3 separate regions of the Sus scrofa genome follow, and regions 1 and 3 are each linked to region 2. Evidence: chromatin contacts called from public HiChIP or PLAC-seq data. All regions are on one chromosome and are shown on one strand. The core of a region is the stretch at or near the end of the contact, and the rest is flanking DNA. Distances in the headings are between cores, read along the strand shown.

Region 1 (3,868 bases), core at 1,250-3,749, 180 kb after region 2:
TATTTTGATAATGAACCCAGAAACACCAATGGGTTTCAAAAATCAAGGCATGAACTGTCATCCAAAGTGCTGGCATCAAAGGGAGGCAATTTCATCTTTGACACATAAAAAAGGGAGATTTAGTTTTTAACTTCTTCCTTTATTTTGGCAAGTGTCTGAGTGACTTGAGTTTATAAAATACCTTTTGATTTGATTTGATTTGATTTGATTTGATTTGATTTGATTTTTGTGGTCTTTTCTAGGTCCACACCTGTGGCATATGGAGGTTCCCAGGCCAGGGGTCTAATCGGAGCTGTAGCTGCCAGCCTACACCACAGCAATGCAGGATCCAAGCGGCACCTGTGACCTTCACCACAGCTCACGGCAACGCTGGATCCTTAACCCACTGAGCGAGGCCAGGGATCGAACCCACAACTTCACAGTTCATAGTCGGATTCATTACCCACTGAACCACGATGGGAACTCCACAACATTTTTATTGAGATATAATTCACATACCATAAAACTCACCCTAAATGTAGAGTTTGGGGGTTTTTCAAATATTCAGAGAGTTGTACTATAGTCACCACAATCCAATTTTACTTTTATTTTTTTAGGGCCACATCCACATGGCATGTGGAGATTCCCAGGCTAGGAGTTGAATCAGAGCAGCAGCTGCTGGCCTACACCACAGCCACAGCAATGCTGGACCCGAGCCGCCACTGTGACCTACACCACAGCTCAGGGCAATGCCGATCCTTAACCCACTGAGCGAGGGCAGGGATCACACCTGCCACCGCATCGTTCCTAGACGGATTTGTTAACCGCTGAGCCACCATAAGAACTTCCGCCACAAGCCAATTTAAGAACATAGGCCTCATCACAAAAGAAACCCCGTACCCACTAGCAGGGATTCCCTTGGTGAGGAATCTGGAGATTTTTTTGATCAGTGTTTGAATATTCCTGGATTTGAGAGGTTTCACACCAACTCCAACCACATGCGATGACAGCAACTTCCTGACTTCTTGCCTCTTCCTGTCCTCTGTCCTTGCTTCACCCTGCACACCTACACTTTCCTGTCAGCCCTGCCCCTGCTTTCTGCTCTTTTACCCCATCAAGTGAATTTAAAGGTTTGACCCTTCAGTATGAGAATCGGCGATGCTCACGGTTTGGCTGCAATTCTCTTGTTTGTATTGACCCCCAAGTCCAAGTTAATTCAGCCTTGTCAAGGTATCGGAAAAGGAAAATCATTTGATCCAGGGTGAAATATCACACCCACGCATTGATAACTTGGGCGCAGAACACATTTATTGGTCAAAACTTTACAAACCGAGAGCTTTCAAAAAGTGCACAGCCACACATACAATATAGAAAACAGAAAACTTCACCACCATCTCCTACAAAGAGGTTAACAAGTATCAAACGGTTATTCCTTAGTTTTGAATACTATAAAGGAGGCAGGCTCTTGGAGAATTTTCTATTTTTACTTAGAGATGTAAGTTATTTCCTTAGAAAAATACCAAGAAAGTCAGATAATCATTTGAACTCACTGCATGTCTTGGAGGAACACGAGTGAGGAGGGTACAGGAAAAGGAAAAGTCACCAGATAAATCTCCAGCCAGATGTCATTACCATGGCAGAAAAAGCCAGGCAGTGACCATAGAGACAGAGCCAGAAGAAATCTTGGAGACGGTTCACTCCTAACTCTATTTACGTAGGAAGCCCCTGGGTCCAGGTCACTGGGCCAGTTAGGGCAAGTCCAGAGGCTGAAGGATGATTTGAACACAGAAGCCTGAGAAGTAGAAAAGGCTGGAGTTTTCTCTGGTCGTGTCAACCCATAAAAGAGGGTTTAAAATCCAACCAGAGGAGTTCCTGTCATGGTTCAGCAGTAATGAACCCATCCATGAGGATGTAGGTTCGATCCCTGGTCTCCTTCAGTGGGTTAAGGATCCAGCTTCACCATGAGCTGTAGTATGTTGCAGATGCGACTTGGATCCAGCATTGCTGTGGCTGTGGTGTAGGCAGGCAGCTGCAGCTCCAATTAGATCCCTAGCCTGGGAATTTCCATATGCTACATGTGTGACCCTAAAAAGACCAACAACAACAACAAAAAAAGAAGAAATCCTACCAGGCTCCAAGTTGGTCTGCAAATGGAATAGGAAAGAAACACACACTCCTTGGGAATACAACAAAAGGAAGATTTATCTTTATTCTCAAGAGAGCCTAAGATCATTCTTAACCAGAATCTAAGAGCTATTTTAAAAAATTTTTTAAAGCAGCTATGACAATGCAACTAAATAAGGCTGGATCCAGAATGTCTCTGGACTTGGGGCTGTCCATAGGTGACAGAAGCTCTGCTTGCACCTTTGTATGAGTAGTGGGGTTACTTTGGTGACATTAATGATAGCAACACAGCTGAGAGGAAAGACTCTGGCAAGGTCTGTCACTCTCCCTAGGCAGGAGGCACCTTGCCCTACCCTGCTGCTCTGATATATAAGGCTTCAGTGGCTAAGCGTGTTGTTGGAATCTTGGACTTTGCCCAGGCTGTATCCCCAAAATAGCTCTTGCATAAGGGAAAATCAACAATGCCGTGTACTGATCTCAAGAAAGAAAAATAGCCTCAATCTCAATAATACAGAGTTTGCTGCCTTACGTGTTGTTTTTTATTGTACTCTGTTTTTGATACTTTCGCTTTATAGGAGGATTGTTGGTTGATTAATCAACAGTCATGGGAGAGCAGGACCTCCTGTTTAATCTATAACACGAAGTTAGTTCCAATCCATATTAAACCTCACTGGGGTTCAACCGCTTCATCAGCAGAAGGAATAACTGACAGGCTATGACATCCCTTCCGACTCTCAAATTTGGCTTCCATGGCACCGTCCATCAAACTGCCAGGTTAGTGCCACAAGCATTCATGGAGAGGCATGAAAGTCTATCCTCTCGGGGCCAGGATCAAAACTCACACAAGACAGCGATTCTGCCAGGAGGAACTCACCATCCCATGACTGATCTATGGATTGAGATCAACTTTCTTCTTATATAAGATAGTAAGGCACCAAGCTGAAGGTGTTTGGGAAGGAGCCATTAAAATAACTAAAATATAAGGCATTAGAGAAATCCCTTTGTTTCAAGCATCAAGAACTGCTGCTGTGTTTGCTACCCTAGACAAACCAGAGTAACTAGCTGGTTGTTTTGAAGGTGCCTGGTTTTTCTCCTCTAAAAAGATACTCAAATTCTATTTGAAGGAACTCTCCCAGCCCCACAAATAGATATTTTATCACTTAGTTTTAAAAACAAATGTGAGAACGAGCAACCTTGGGCTGTTGGCAAAAACCAACCAAATGACAAAGCCCATCAATACTGTCTCTTATTTTAGAGGAAAAGAAGACAGAGGTTAACACACCCCACACTTATTTTCGTATTTATCACAAACTTGGTGATCTGCACCAGTGAGGTAGTTTGGAATCAAGGTAAAGTTATGGAAATAAGGACAATGAATCCAGACTCCACTTCCTGAGCTTCCCAGGACAGAAGTGTAACTTGAGGAAAGTAGGGGTTTTACACATAACCCGACACTCACAATAAAGTCACAGATGTCCCTGAAGTAGACAGACTTTGATTGTTTTCACGGTCATGGTGAAGAGTTTGTATAAATCACAAAACATCCCTCATCCTGGTTCCCCGTGGGTCAGAGCGAAACTGGCTGGCTTTCCCAAGCACCAAAGCTGCAGCTTTCTTGTGAGTGTAATAGACCTGGCAGGGTAGAGACAACTTCAAGATTTCTAGCTGCAAGACAAAGGAAATGACTCAGCCTGCACCCAGTGTGCAAAGGAAACACAGGAGAAAGAAATGTCCAAATCCGACAGCATAAATGCACAATTTCTCT
Region 2 (3,588 bases), core at 258-2,757:
TCCCTCATGACTGACAGGAAAAAGGCAACTGGGGTCAGGATGTAGTCGGGGAAAAAAAGGATAAGAAAAAACAACTTTGCCTGAACACGTTTAAACCTAAAACCTAACCAAATTATCAATTAACCACAGATGATCTACCTACCTCTAAAAAATCTTTATCTTCAATTTTCACCAAGCAGAGCTTCAAGAACAGTTTATAAGAAAGGCATGTACCCAAGGTCATGAACAGCATTTTCATGCCATTTCTATACTTATCCTTCACAGTGCTACGTGACTCCATGATGTAACTCTTTATATTCACTCATATGACTCTGCCCACTAAACGCCCAAGATAATAAAAGCTAAAGCGTCTATACTAGATGCCACAAATTATTCTACACACACTTGTGTAGAATATACACATACATACTCTCTCACTATTAATCCTCTCAACAACTCCAAGTTGGGATTAGTTTAACCCTGAGTTCTAGTCCCAGCTTCACTACCTGCCAGCTATAATGCCCTTGGGCAAGTCAGATGTTCTATCTGCGCCTCACTCGTGTTACCGTCTTGGGGTGGGGGGGGGTGTCCTAATAACACTAACCGGCTGGTCTACTGTAAATCTTAAACAAGGTGAAATAGGTAAAGCTCTTAAAACAGCCTGGTTCATAAGGAATGCTAATAAGTGTCAGCAATGATCATTACCTCCATGTTACAGATAAAGAAACTGAGGCAAATTTGTTAAGTAGCTTTTCCAAAGTCACACAGCTAGGAAGTGGCAAAGCGAAGATTCAAACCCATAGCCTGCTTCTAGAGTCCAGGCTCTTAACCACTATGCTACCCCTCCTCTAAGGATGTCTTATCCTCTGTTTCAAATCAACAATGGCAAGTTTTTATATATTTATTTTTACAAGTTCTTTAAAAACCATGCATATGCCATAACCAAAGTACCAAGATAGTAAGCATCCAACAGAACCTAAATTACAATCAGAAAAAGCAAGCCACACCCCAGAACCCACAGCAATCTCAAGCATACACGTGTGCTTCTAGATCTACCAGGGAATATAGCTGCAAATGCCAAAGAGCCCAAACATTCTATTCCAAGTCCTGGAACACAGTCAGGTACAGAAGTAGCCCACACTAGAGGATGATCTCAGTATCTCTGTAAAATCTGGAACAAATCCATGCTGGAGTCACAGAAAGAGGTTAGTGCAGAGCCTAGTCTCCTTCTACGGTTTCTCCTCCTACATCAGCAAATTCCAGAAGAAGCAGGTCATGCTTGCCCTTTGCCACCATTTCTAAGCATACATTTTATTCAGAGGGAACTCAAAGGCAATGAAAGATCACGTTACCTTTTTAAAAATTTTTCCATTTGGCTGCACTTCATCTTCCTCATTTAAAACTTCACGTGTTCCCAAAAGACTCTTGTCCTTGAATTTGTTTTTTGCATGCATAAAAACTTTATCTAGCGTATCACATCCAGGGTATAATACTGAAGCCAAACCATCCAAGCTGTTAACAGATCTGTATGCAGACTCAGGTTTTGAATTTACAGGCTTTGCTTTAATGCGGTTTGATTTTTCTTGCCTTGACTCAGATAAAAAATAATATGGAATGTATGTTAAAATAGTATAAAGTGATATTATAAAATGTATGAAATACAAAAGAATGGGATTGATGGTGTGTTTTAGCTTCATTGTAGATGGTTTTGAAGATACGTGGTTATTCATAGTGCTCAAAAAGTAGAATTAACAGATTTCTGTAAGAATCTAGAAGGAAGAGAAAGAAAGTTTATTAGTCAAAAACCATTCTTAAATAACTTTAAAAGAAAAGGTCTTTATATTAGATAGGCAGACAATTGTTTCCCAATAAGCAGCAGCTAGTATACTGGCCGCCAGCAATGTCCTGGCCACTCCTGTATTTGTAGGACACTCATTTGTGCCCTCCTGATTAACAATGGGATTTCCACAAAAAGTTTCCACATCATTCTGTAAACAGGTGGCTTTTCCAATCTAACACCCAGTATCAAAAAATACTTCCCAGCGGTGAGGAGGAAGCAGCTAGAAGACCTACATCAGATGGAGACCAACCGCGCACCCATTTCCTGTCCTTCAGGGTCCCATTCCATTGGGGACGGCAAACACTTTGCACACAGGCCACGTTCTCCTCCCTCATGGCTCTCACAGCCACTGCTAAATCAGCACTGCTTTCTTTTCCAGGAAAACCCATTCTTTACTTCAAGCGGTGAGCAATTAGAGTTGGCAAACAAGACAAATTCTCTTTCCATTGTAATTCTAGATATTTTTCAATTCAGGCAGGTTAAATTTTGAAGCAAGAAGGTAGTAACTTTGGTCATTTTACACGATGCATTTGTCAGACGTACTGAGAATCTACTATGTGTTAAGACAGTACTCTAAGTACAGGGATTATCACAGTCTCTTCTCTCTCGCAACCTATACCTTCCTTGGGAGAGGCAGACAAATCCATCCATATATGCATGTCACAGTGAGAAACTCTACAGGGAAAACAAACACCATAGGGAAATGCTAAGTGACTGGGCAGGGCTGGAGAGACACTCCGGCCAGTGAGATATGAGCTGAGACCTAGAGGAAGAGGGAGAGTGCAGGAGAAGAGCACTAGGCAGAGGAAACAGCCTTTGTATGGTAAGTAAGGAATAACAGCATTTTTGAAGAAACAAGACTGAAGCAAACTACTGACTACTGCACCCAGCTCCAAATCCATAGAAGGACTATGACTTCTAGCATTTTTTATCTCCATGCTATAGAAATTCTATTCCAGGAAAGTATAGCCAAGATACCTGAGGAATCCCTTCTTTCCACCAGTCCCCACTCACAGGCAGAAGCTCTATCACAAATGCAGCAGGCCAAGAAACTAGGCACCTTGGTTCCTAAGGTAGATTCAGGGAGAGGTGCTCCCGAGACCTGTGGCTACATCCACAACCCAGGACCCAACTCAGATGTTCTCCACAGGCCAGAGAAGGAGGCTGTAAGAACAGAGAACCCCTAAGCAACCCCTAAGAGGTCTAACCTTAGTTGGAACTGAGAATGGAGAAATTCAAGCCTAATGGCACTTTGGGAAACAATGGAGACTTCTGGTGACTAAGATGAGGCTGGCAGTTCCAGTAGAGAAACAAACAAAAGAACATATCAAGAGAAGTTCAGAGGAGTCGGGGAAAGAGACACTAGGAAGAAACCTCCTAGAGCCAGGGCAGCTGAAAGGCTGGCCTCAAATACAATCCCCATGGAGGCCATCTAATTTAACTGGATCACACTGTCCGGCAATTGCCCCAGGGCTTTGTTCAAAACAATAAAACAATTGGCTAGCTATCAGCAGAGAGTACTTGCTGGATGTGGTGCCAACAGAGGCAGATCAGGGAGACCGTTCAAGAGCTCTACTAACGTCAAGCTGTCATCCGCTGAAGAGGGCACTTCGAAGTAACTGTGTGTGTCCCAAGGCTGTTCCCTCAAAGGACTACCATCAGAGGATGCACACTGCAGAAAAAGTAAACTCCAAAACAGGCCAGCTAAGTCACTAAAACAAACAAGAAAACAATACAAGAAGATGTGTGGGGGGGAGTAATTAATATTC
Region 3 (3,935 bases), core at 23-2,522, 200 kb after region 2:
CTGCAGTGATAAAGCTGAGTCCTTACCCATGAGGCCACTAGTGAATTCCTGAGCAACCATTATTCATGTGCCCATGAAGAAGGCACATTCCACTCACAAACTTCTTTTTCAGGAACTCTATTACCAGAGTTAGAAATAGCATAGGAGGGACTCAACATCTTTGCTTGTCTATTACGCCTTGTGACATTTCATCATGACAGAGTAATCTTAACTGTTTACACACCTAATGACATAGCTTCAAATACATGAAGTAAGAACTGACAAAATCTGACCTGGGAAGTAGTGACAAGAATATGTGCCTTAAAGTAATACATTAAACTAAACTAGACATTTTCTTTTTATGGCTGTGCTATGTATCATACTAAAAAATATTTATAAGAAGAAATAAATATTCATGGGGAGGGACACAAGGACATAAAGCCTGACGTAGGAAGTGCTCAATAAATGCCAGCTGTTACTCTTACCTTAAGGGGTGTCATGGCCTCTTTCTTTTTCATTATGTGCTGTAGTCCCTAATCAAATATTGAGTCCAGTGCCCCAAACTCCTATCTACTCTCTGTCAGCTTTGTTAAAAAGAGCTTTGTCCCCAAAGAGAATAGATGTGTGTGTGTATATGCACAACCGAATCACTTTCCTGTACAGCAGAAATTATCACAACTTTATAAATCAACTATACTTCAATAAGACTTTAAAAAAACAAAAATGAATGCTGCAAAAAAAAAGGAAAAAAAGAGATTTGTCCCCAAATGATCCACCATGGCACCAGAGTAAGAGCTCCTTGATCTATTATTGTTTTATAGGTATAGATGTAGAAACAGATTTTTTTTGCAAAGTCAGAACATGTGTTTATATTTCTGGAAATATATATATATCAATACATTTCCCAATGCGGATTTAGCCCAAATACAGAATTGAGTCCCATCAGAGGGCTGACTTGCTCTCTCCAGGGTGAGTTAAAGTTTAAAAGTGTGTGAAAGGTTAAGGAAGCGTGTGCCCTTCACCGCTCAGTGGGGTGTTTTGTTGCATTCTGGAACTGCCAACAGAGCTTCCACAAGTCCATAAGCAAGGCCAAAAGAGTGTCCTCTGCCCTCGTTCCTGCAAGATCTTTCTATTTTGCTTTTCCAGCATGAAGTTTTTCTTGCTGACAATGTAGCACCATTAATTAATTTTCTGTTTATTTTATAAAATGTGCAAGACACATAAATTGGTATTATTATGCTCTACTCCAAGCTAGTTCAGGTGAGCTATGATGCAGGAGGGGAGGGAGAGACTAGCTAGTGAGTAGTGACCATCTCCCATAGGCAACCTCATTTGCTCCTCCTTGCAACCCTCAAGGCACACATTTCTGTCCCCACTTTGTAGTTGTGGAAATTGGGGCTCAGGGACTTTGAGTGTCTGAAGGACTTCATCCTGGGTCTGCCTAATCTTTAAATCCAGGCATTTTTTTTTTTAAGTGGCTGCACCTGCAGTATATGGCCATTCCCAGGCCAGGGACTGAATCCCAGCTGAAGCTGTAACCCAGGCCACAGCTGCAGCAATGCCAGATCCTTTAACCCACATCACTGGGCCAGAGACTGAACCTGTGCCTCTGTAGTGAACTGAGACCCTGCAATTGGATATTTAACTCTCTACACCCCAGCAAGAACTCCCTAGGCACTTAAAAAAAAAAAAAACTAGCTAATGAAGATAATATCATAATAATATAATAACACCATAAACTTGTGCATGTCTTTTACAAGTACATAAGCAGGTTCACAAGCATAAAGAATCAGACACATGGAAGTTTTCTTTACTATAAAGAAGGAGAAACTGGAGTTCCCTGGTGGCCTAGAGGTTAAGGATTCAGCTTACTGAATCCTTACTCAGTGATTCACAGAGGTTATCACTGCTGTGCTCAGGTCACTGCTGTGGCTCAGGTTCAATCCCTGGCCTAGGAACTTTTATATGCTATGGGCACAGCCAAGAAAAAAAAACAAAAAAAAAAAACAGGAACAAAGACCGAAGGCAAATTGACTTAATTTCCATCATAGAGTAAATCAAGAGCAGGTCCAGAAACAAAGTCCTCCAGGTACTAATTCAATATTCCACTAACTGGAGTTCCCCATTGTGGCATGGCGGAAATGAACCTGACTAGGAACCATGAGGTTGCAGGTTCAATCCCTGGCCTTGCTTAGTGGGTTAAGGATCTGGCGTTGCCATGAGCTATGATGTAGGTCACAGACGCAGCTCGGATCCCGAGTTGCTGTGGCTGTGGTGTAGGCTAGCAGCTACAGCTCCGATTGGACCCCTAGCCTGAGAACCTCCGTATGCTGTGGGTGCAGGCCTAAAATAAAAAGACCAAAAAAAAAAAAAAAAAAAAATTCCACTAACCAATTACACCTCCTCTAATTGAATACACACACAGCATACCTCTAACATTAGTTATATGTTTCGCATGTACAATGGCTAAGATGTGGATCTGGAATTAGACTCCTTATTTTGGAATCTGCCACCAACCAGCTATCTGACCTCAAGTGGGGTCTTTTATTTATTGAGCCTCAGTTCTTTTACCTGTGAAATGGGCAACAACACCCCTCTCCAAGAACTGCTGAGAATAAACATAGAAATGCTATAGTGCCCAGCACAGAGCAAGCACTTGACAAATGGGAGCCATTTTTAGAACAACTGTGTTTACTATGACACACGTGACAAATGCAAAAAAGGAGCAGCAGACAAAACATCCCTCACATTCTTTCAACCTAGAAAAATTACTATTAAATTTTCCCTTGTGGTCTTTTTTTCCATCAAACAGGTTATGTTTCTTTAACATGGTTAATCACACATTTGTTTTACTCTGTATCTGATCACTTAAGGATAATCTCACATTAGCTGCTTGGAATTATAAATCTGGCATTATAACCTCCTCATAAATGTTCCTTTTGATGACTGAGCAAAATTCCATTGGTTGTCAGTATTAATTCAAATTCTGTTGTTTTTGAACTTTTGGGCAACTTTTCTCAAAAGTATTCTTGCATAAAGTTTCTCCACATTCTAACATCCGTCAGACAGTAAACACTGGATCACTAAGTAGAAACATCTTTGCCACCCGATACACATTAATACCTTAATGTCCAAAGGAGCTGTTCTATTTTAAACCGCCACTCCACACATTGCATACATTCTTTTATATTTCATACCATAAACAACACCAAAATAGTTTCTTAATCCCTTGACCCTGTATTGGATCGAATGCAGAAAACACTATAAAAACCAGGGGACTAGAGATCACCTCTATTTTCTGTCTTTTTCCCACCAAGCAATTTGGAGCAACATGATTCTTCTAAACTGGAGGCCAAGAAGAGAAAGGTATAAAAATGTACTCCAAAACATTGTGCAGCTCTCAAAACTGATGTTGATGTTTTTAAAAACTGTCTAGGGAGTTCCCGTTGTGGCTCAGCAGTAATGAACCCAACGAGTATCCATGAGGACACGGGTTTGATCCCTGACCTTGCTCAGTGGGTTAAGGTATCCAGCATTGCCATGAGCTGTGGTATAGGTTGCAGATGTGGCTCAGATCCCACACTGCTATGGCTGAATTTGACCCCTAGCCTGGGAACTTCCATATGCTGTGGGGTAGGGAGGGCGTGGGGACTAAAAAGACCAGAAAATAAAAATAAATAAATAAATAATTGTCTAGATTCACAAACCAAGTTACACTGAAGACCTGAACTTCAGCTGCCTTGACTTGTGTAAATTCTGGGTGAGAGACCTCAAGTCAGCCCCCATCATTTACACTCTATATTTACGGAACCGACGTAGATTTCACTTCCTCTACATCATTGAGGAAACTGCCTCTCACTCACTATATTTTTTTATGGGGGTGAAATTCACATAAAATAACCATTTTAAAGAAATCTGCTCAACGGCATTCAGTACATTCATGATGTTTACAAGCC

What was found. HiChIP or PLAC-seq counts read pairs in DNA pulled down with a chosen protein or histone mark.
Region 1: an H3K27ac HiChIP or PLAC-seq map of skeletal muscle shows a contact between it and region 2. The contact joins two enhancer-like sites. A contact is called at or near these places in 3 of 47 Hi-C or Micro-C datasets (psoas muscle and skeletal muscle) and 1 of 2 datasets of contacts at active chromatin or transcription factors (skeletal muscle).
Region 3: a contact with region 2 is called in an H3K27ac HiChIP or PLAC-seq map of skeletal muscle. The contact joins two enhancer-like sites. A contact is called at or near these places in 1 of 47 Hi-C or Micro-C datasets (psoas muscle) and 1 of 2 datasets of contacts at active chromatin or transcription factors (skeletal muscle).

What each region holds. Positions count from the first base shown.
Region 1 is chr15:124,605,327-124,609,194 of Sscrofa11.1, reverse strand. MOGAT1 (2-acylglycerol O-acyltransferase 1) reads right to left here. Exons shown (of 8, transcript XM_003133676.4): 8 at 1,270-3,868. It also overlaps the pseudogene LOC100523928. Among named protein-coding and RNA genes, the nearest start is that of MOGAT1, 39 kb to the right of the region's middle. Within about 2 kb of position 2,499, at least 11 of the 83 cell types and tissues checked have an H3K27ac peak or open chromatin away from gene starts, as enhancers often do. A contact at or near this core is called in skeletal muscle, where this site is marked.
Region 2 is chr15:124,781,415-124,785,002 of Sscrofa11.1, reverse strand. It overlaps ACSL3 (acyl-CoA synthetase long-chain family member 3), which reads right to left. Exons shown (of 16, transcript NM_001143698.1): 3 at 1,332-1,748. The coding sequence starts at 1,709. Among named protein-coding and RNA genes, the nearest start is that of ACSL3, 41 kb to the right of the region's middle. Within about 2 kb of position 1,507, at least 4 of the 83 cell types and tissues checked have an H3K27ac peak or open chromatin away from gene starts, as enhancers often do. A contact at or near this core is called in skeletal muscle, where this site is marked.
Region 3 is chr15:124,582,523-124,586,457 of Sscrofa11.1, reverse strand. All of the region lies in intron 1 of MOGAT1 (2-acylglycerol O-acyltransferase 1), which reads right to left. It also overlaps the pseudogene LOC100523928. Among named protein-coding and RNA genes, the nearest start is that of MOGAT1, 16 kb to the right of the region's middle. Within about 2 kb of position 1,272, at least 5 of the 83 cell types and tissues checked have an H3K27ac peak or open chromatin away from gene starts, as enhancers often do. A contact at or near this core is called in skeletal muscle, where this site is marked.